Linked DNA regions of Rattus norvegicus: region 1 is linked to region 2. Evidence: chromatin contacts called from public Hi-C data. All regions are on one chromosome and are shown on one strand. The core of a region is the stretch at or near the end of the contact, and the rest is flanking DNA. Distances in the headings are between cores, read along the strand shown. Region 1 holds the start of Atn1 (atrophin 1). Region 2 holds the start of C1rl (complement C1r subcomponent like).

Region 1 (2,700 bases), core at 153-2,652, 170 kb after region 2:
TGTTCCAAAAGACTTCTGGAGGAGAAGGGGTGCACCTCCTCAGGAGACCCCTACTTGGGGCAACACCAGAAATACCTACCAGAGATCTACCGCCCACCAAGGACAAAGCTATAGGCTGACTGAGGCCCAATCTACATACTGAATCCCCACCTATTGGACTCCCCACTGGCTCACTGCCATGACAACTAAATGGATAAAAAAAAGGGCCCCCCAAGAGACCATCCCAGGGGTCCATCTGGCTGCCACTATTACCACCTTAGTTGCCAAAGCAACTCCGACCTTCTCACGGTACCCTCAGGGAAGGGAGCTTTAGAGTAACCCGCCCCAGGCACAAAGGGAGATCTTTGAGATCAAAGCAGTAAGGAAGACCTCCTAGATAGAGCCCAGCTACGGGGCATCCAACGCTTGGGGGTGAGGGCGGAGGTCACAATTCCTTGGAATGCCTATATGATTGCCCAATCCTCTCTTCTTTCCCATCCTCCCAACCTTTCTAATTCCTCCTTCAGAATTGCTGCCTTTCTTATTAGTGTTAGGAGGACTCACACTACTAAGCCTCAGTGGCCCCCTTCACGAAGTAACTAGGTCTGGGATTAGCAAAACAGGGTCAGAGGTGACCGGGAGTGGGGTAAAAGAAAACTGAGTCACAAAAGATACGGCCTTCCCATTTCCACCCCCAGAAAACGTCCGTCTTCAAAAAGATGGGCCTCTCCTGGTTCATCTCCATTCCCCCCCAGGTTCAATTCCCCCCTCTCGGCTACCACAATTCTCCTTTTACCACCTACCACACCCCTTTCCCTGTTCCCACTTCCCTGTTCCTAAAACCCGCAACCCTGGGTTCTGGAACACGGATTCTGGGCCTGTGGGGCTACTGGAGCCTGCACGCCCCACCTCGCTGCCATCTCTCCGATCCGTCCTGCCTTCTCCGCGAACCACCCGCACAGCATCCCCCGGTTTACCTCCGCCAAGTCTCCACCTCGGCGTTCCTCCCCTTTAGGCTCTGGTCCTGGCGACGCTCTGCCCCGTCAGCCCTCCTACCAAGACCCTCCTCCCCCCCACCTCCCGAGCTCGCGACTCCCGGGCCCGCGTCCCTCCTCCGGGCGGCCCCACCCCCTGAGTCCCCAGCCTCGGGCCCGGTCGTGCCCGCAATAAGGGAACGCGACCGGGAAAATAACAAATGGAGGCGGCGGCGGGAGGGGGGACCGGGAGGGTGGGGGCGGGGAGCCGCGAGCCGGAACGGGGCGGCCCGGGCCGGCGGCGGCGGACCTTACCTGCGAGCGGCTCGGGACGGCTGGCTGGCAGCGAGTGCAGTCGAGCTCCGGCGCCTCCCGGGGACGGCGGCGACCACTCCCCGCCCCTCCTTGTTGCGCGGCTTCAGTCGCTGCCGCGGCGGCGGCGGCGGCGGCCCCGGCCCCCCCGGAGGGCGGCCCCCATGCCCGGCTCCCCGCGCAGCCCCGATCGGCTTCTCGTGCTCCTCGCCCGCCCTCCCGCCCGGAACGCGCCGCCCGCCCCCGCCGCGCCGCCCGCCTCCGCCCGCACTCGCGGCCCCGGCGAGGTCCGCGACCCCCGACCCTCCCGCCGCTCGTGCTGCGCGCCCCTAGCCCGCCCCGAGTCCTGCCACCCCAAAACACGTCCTGGCCCGAGGCCCCGGCCGGCGCGGGGCTGCGGGCGGACGGACGGGCTGGGCCGCGCGTCCGGCGACTCGCACAGGAAAGCGGACGGCGGAGGGAGGGCGCTCGGGAGAGGGGGATGGGAGCAGGGAGGAAGAGGGAGAAGGAGGGAGCGCGGAGGAACGGAGGAGAGAGAGGGGCCCGGAGGAGACGCGAGGGAGGGAGCGCGCGGCAGTCGGGGGGCGGAGGATCGGGGAAGGGGAGGCGCCGGGCGAGTTGGCCGAAGCCGGCCGGGGCGCGGAGAGAGAGGGCCTCGCGGCGCAGAGCGTGGGGAGCTCGCGGGCCCCGCGCGGGAGAGGGCTGGGTGGGAGGGGCTGTGGACTCCGAAGGCAGACCTGGGGAGGCTGGAGAAGTTTGGGGACAAGAGGAGCGGTGGCAGGGGTGAAGTAGGTGGAGTTTGGGGGAATACTGAAGTAGAGATTTGGATAATGGGGCTGTATTGGACAGATGGAGAGGAAGGGCAGGAAGCTGAGGCTGGAGGGGTTTAAGAGCTATTTCCGAGAGACTACGATGGAAGTTTGTGGACCTGGGCGGGAAAGGATGAAGAAGACACCCTAAGAGAATGGCGTTTCTGGAAGAGATAAGAGTTTAAGACGGCGATTGGTGTTAAAAAGAATGCAAACCACAAGAATTTGGGAATGATGAAGGGAGGCTGGAGGAAAGTCCAGAGATACTTCTGTGGGAGAGAAGGAAGGCATGAGAGGTCTCAGAAGTGGGGGTGGGGGAGAGCGGCCGCGGGGTCGGTGGGGGGTGGGTGGGACATATGCCCGTTCTAGGGTTTGGGATGGGTTGATAAAACCTGAAGGTGGGGACTTCCAATCCAACTAAGAACTATTTCCTTTGGCAAATACAGTGGAGGAGAATTAATTAGGCCTGGAAGGAAACACAAGATAAATAGGGTCTGCGTGGTATCGTGGTGGGACAGTCAGTGATAGGAAAAGAGAAGAGCTAGAGACAGGGAACACTAGAGGAGTCCAGGAGGGTCCGGGCCCTAGTTTGGAAGAGGTAACTGAGGGGTGGCATCTCACATCTT
Region 2 (2,700 bases), core at 180-2,679:
CCCACCCCTGCACGTGCTCCCTAACCCCCCACACCCACCCCTGCACGTGCTCCCTAACCCTCCCACACCCACCCCTGCACGTGCTCCCTAACCCTCCCACACCCACCCCTGCACGTGCTCCCTAACCCCCCACACCCACCCCTGCAAGTGCTCCCTAACCCTCCCACACCCACCCCTGCACGTGCTCCCTAACCCCCCACACCCACCCCTGCATGTGCTCCCTAACCCTCCCACTCCCACCCCTGCACGTGCTCCCTAACCCTCCCACACCCACCCCTACATGTGCTCCCTAACCCTCCCACACCCACCCCTGCACGTGCTCCCTAACCCTCCCACAATCACCTCTACACGTGTTCCCTAACCCCCCACACCCACCTCTGTGTGGTGGGTACAGGGAGAAATCCTCTCACTCAAGCTGTGGCTCCTGGTATTAGCCTCACAGCTTGAGTTGACACTGAGGTGAGTCCTGAGGGATTCAGAGATACCTGAGCTACACCTCAGCCCCAGCCCGGCTACCTGAGGAGTCTCCAGATGTTGTGGTAGGGATTGAAATGACTAAGTGCATGAACTCACCCACTCTTTTGTTTTTTAATTTTATTTATTTTATGTATGTGAGTACACTGTCACTGTCTTCAGACACACCAGAAGAGGGCATCCCATTACAGATGGTTCTGAGCCACCATGTAGTTGCTAGGAATTGAACTCAGGACCTCTGGAGGACCAGTCAGTGCTCTTAACCACTGAGCCATCTCTCCAGCCCCCGAACTAACCCATTCTTAACCAAGGAGGAGAGGAAAGGAAGGCTCAGGTTCTTGAGTCACAAACTTCAAGTTCTCCAAGAGGCAGACCGGTGCTGTAAATTATGGGGAAGGACAACTGAGCTCATTAAAGGCAGAAGAACAGTCTTAGGGAGCATCATACAAGCCACGATACAAACATATAGTAAATAATATTCCAGAAGAGCGGGTATGCAAGTCCTGTAATCTCAGCCCTATGGAGGCTAAGGTGGCAGGATTGCCATGTTTTGAGGCCCACTCTGGACTGCAGAGTGAGTTCTAAGACAGCCTGGGCTACAAAGTGAGACCCTGTTTTGAAAACACAACCAAGATCTAAGTGTGGTGGGACAGAGCTGTAATTCTAATGCTGGGGAGGAGGCAGAAACCACTATCAAGGTCGAGGCCAGCCCAGGTTTTGTAAGACTGTATTTTTAAAAAGAAGCACGAGTCAAAGATCATGTGTACATATGTGTATGTGTGTACACGCTCTGCCTCCAGCAGAGTTTTGAAGGTCTTTCGGTTCAATTACGGTGAGAGCTATTCCTGGGTCTGCCAGCAGGTGGCAGACCTGAACCCAGAGTCTCTTAACTCATTTCCAGTAACTTCTGCCTCTCCCCCAAAGGGCCTCCTTTAGCCCCACCTCCTACTCCCTGGCCTGGGCTACGCACCCTAGCCAGTTCCAGATGTCAGGGTCCAGAGGCCTGGTCCCAGAGCTGGAGAACAACCTATGGAGTTCTCCCAACACAAGCTGCGTGGGCAAGATGTGAGTTTGCACTGTAGAGGGTCCTGGAGAAAGCAAGGGTCTGGGAGAGAGGAAGGCATGACGACACAAGGTTACATAAGTACACCACACACACACACACACACACACACATACACACACACGGGGGTGGGAGGGAGGGTAAGACAGATGACCCAGAGGGAACTAACTGAATTTGCTTGCACTTGGTCTTTTCAGTGCTCTGAGCCAGGAATCATATTTCAATGCCCTTAACTTGTACTCCAGGATGGGGTTAGGAATGGCTGAGGCAGGAAGCTACCTGGGTTAAACTCACAAGGGGCAAAGGAGCCATAGCAATGTCTTCATAAAATAGAAACCCTCTAGTGTTGGAGATCGGGCTACAGAGGAATCTAGACAGGAACCCACACAGCCTTGAGTGAGGAAGGTGGTATTCTGAAGTGTCCAGCACTCGGCCGCTGACACAACTGTTGGGCCCTTACCGTCACTTGTCACCACACAGCATATACACAGCTTCTGGCAGAGCAGTATGACCTCACCCTGTCTCCCTACTCACACACAGGTGCTGGTTGCTCCTTTGGGGAATCCTCCATACTTGCCCCACACAGGCCTCTGTGCTTTTAGCCCAGCAGTTTCCTCAGCAACTGACATCCCCCGGATACCCAGAGCCATATATCAAAGGCCAGGAGAGCCATGCTGACATCGAGGCCCCGGAGGGGTTTGCCGTGAGACTGATCTTCCAGGACTTTGATCTGGAGCCGTCCCCAGGCTGTGAAGGCGACTCTGTCACCGTGAGCTGGGCAAGGGGGTGGAGAACTGAGGGGCTCTGGGGAGAGAGCCTCTCACGGGCGGTGGGCATAGCTCTGCTCTGAGTCACCCATGTAAAGAAGAGAGAAAGTGTCCAAGTCAGAGGTCCTGGGGCCTCAGAACACAGCATCCTACCCGCCCCCAGGACCCACCAAGCTCTGAGAGAAGGCTGCCGGGCAGAGCCTGAGTTTTAAGAGCTTACAAAGAGACAGGTAATTATTGCTGCTCTACAATCTTGTCCAAGGCCCAGGATCTCACCCTCTCTAGATCTCGTTGAGTGCCTGCTTTACCGAATTAGGAAACTGAATGTAATTCATGACGAATGCTCTCCCTCAGAAGTATCAAGTGAAAACCAAGTTCACCTGGGAAGAGAGGCCA

The links. A called contact is a pair of places that touch in the nucleus more often than the background predicts.
Region 1: a contact with region 2 is called in a Hi-C map of liver, with 3 times the contacts expected there. The contact joins the promoter of Atn1 here to the promoter of C1rl in region 2. A contact is called at or near these places in 4 of 12 Hi-C or Micro-C datasets (the A7r5 cell line, liver, mammary epithelial cells and 1 more) and 1 of 1 datasets of contacts at active chromatin or transcription factors (oligodendrocytes).

The regions. Positions count from the first base shown.
Region 1 is chr4:159,252,976-159,255,675 of GRCr8, forward strand. It overlaps Atn1 (atrophin 1), which reads right to left and starts at 1,403. Exons shown (of 10, transcript NM_017228.3): 1 at 1,269-1,403.
Region 2 is chr4:159,079,066-159,081,765 of GRCr8, forward strand. C1rl (complement C1r subcomponent like) reads left to right here and starts at 1,430. Exons shown (of 6, transcript NM_001002804.2): 1 at 1,430-1,539; 2 at 2,078-2,306. The coding sequence starts at 1,460.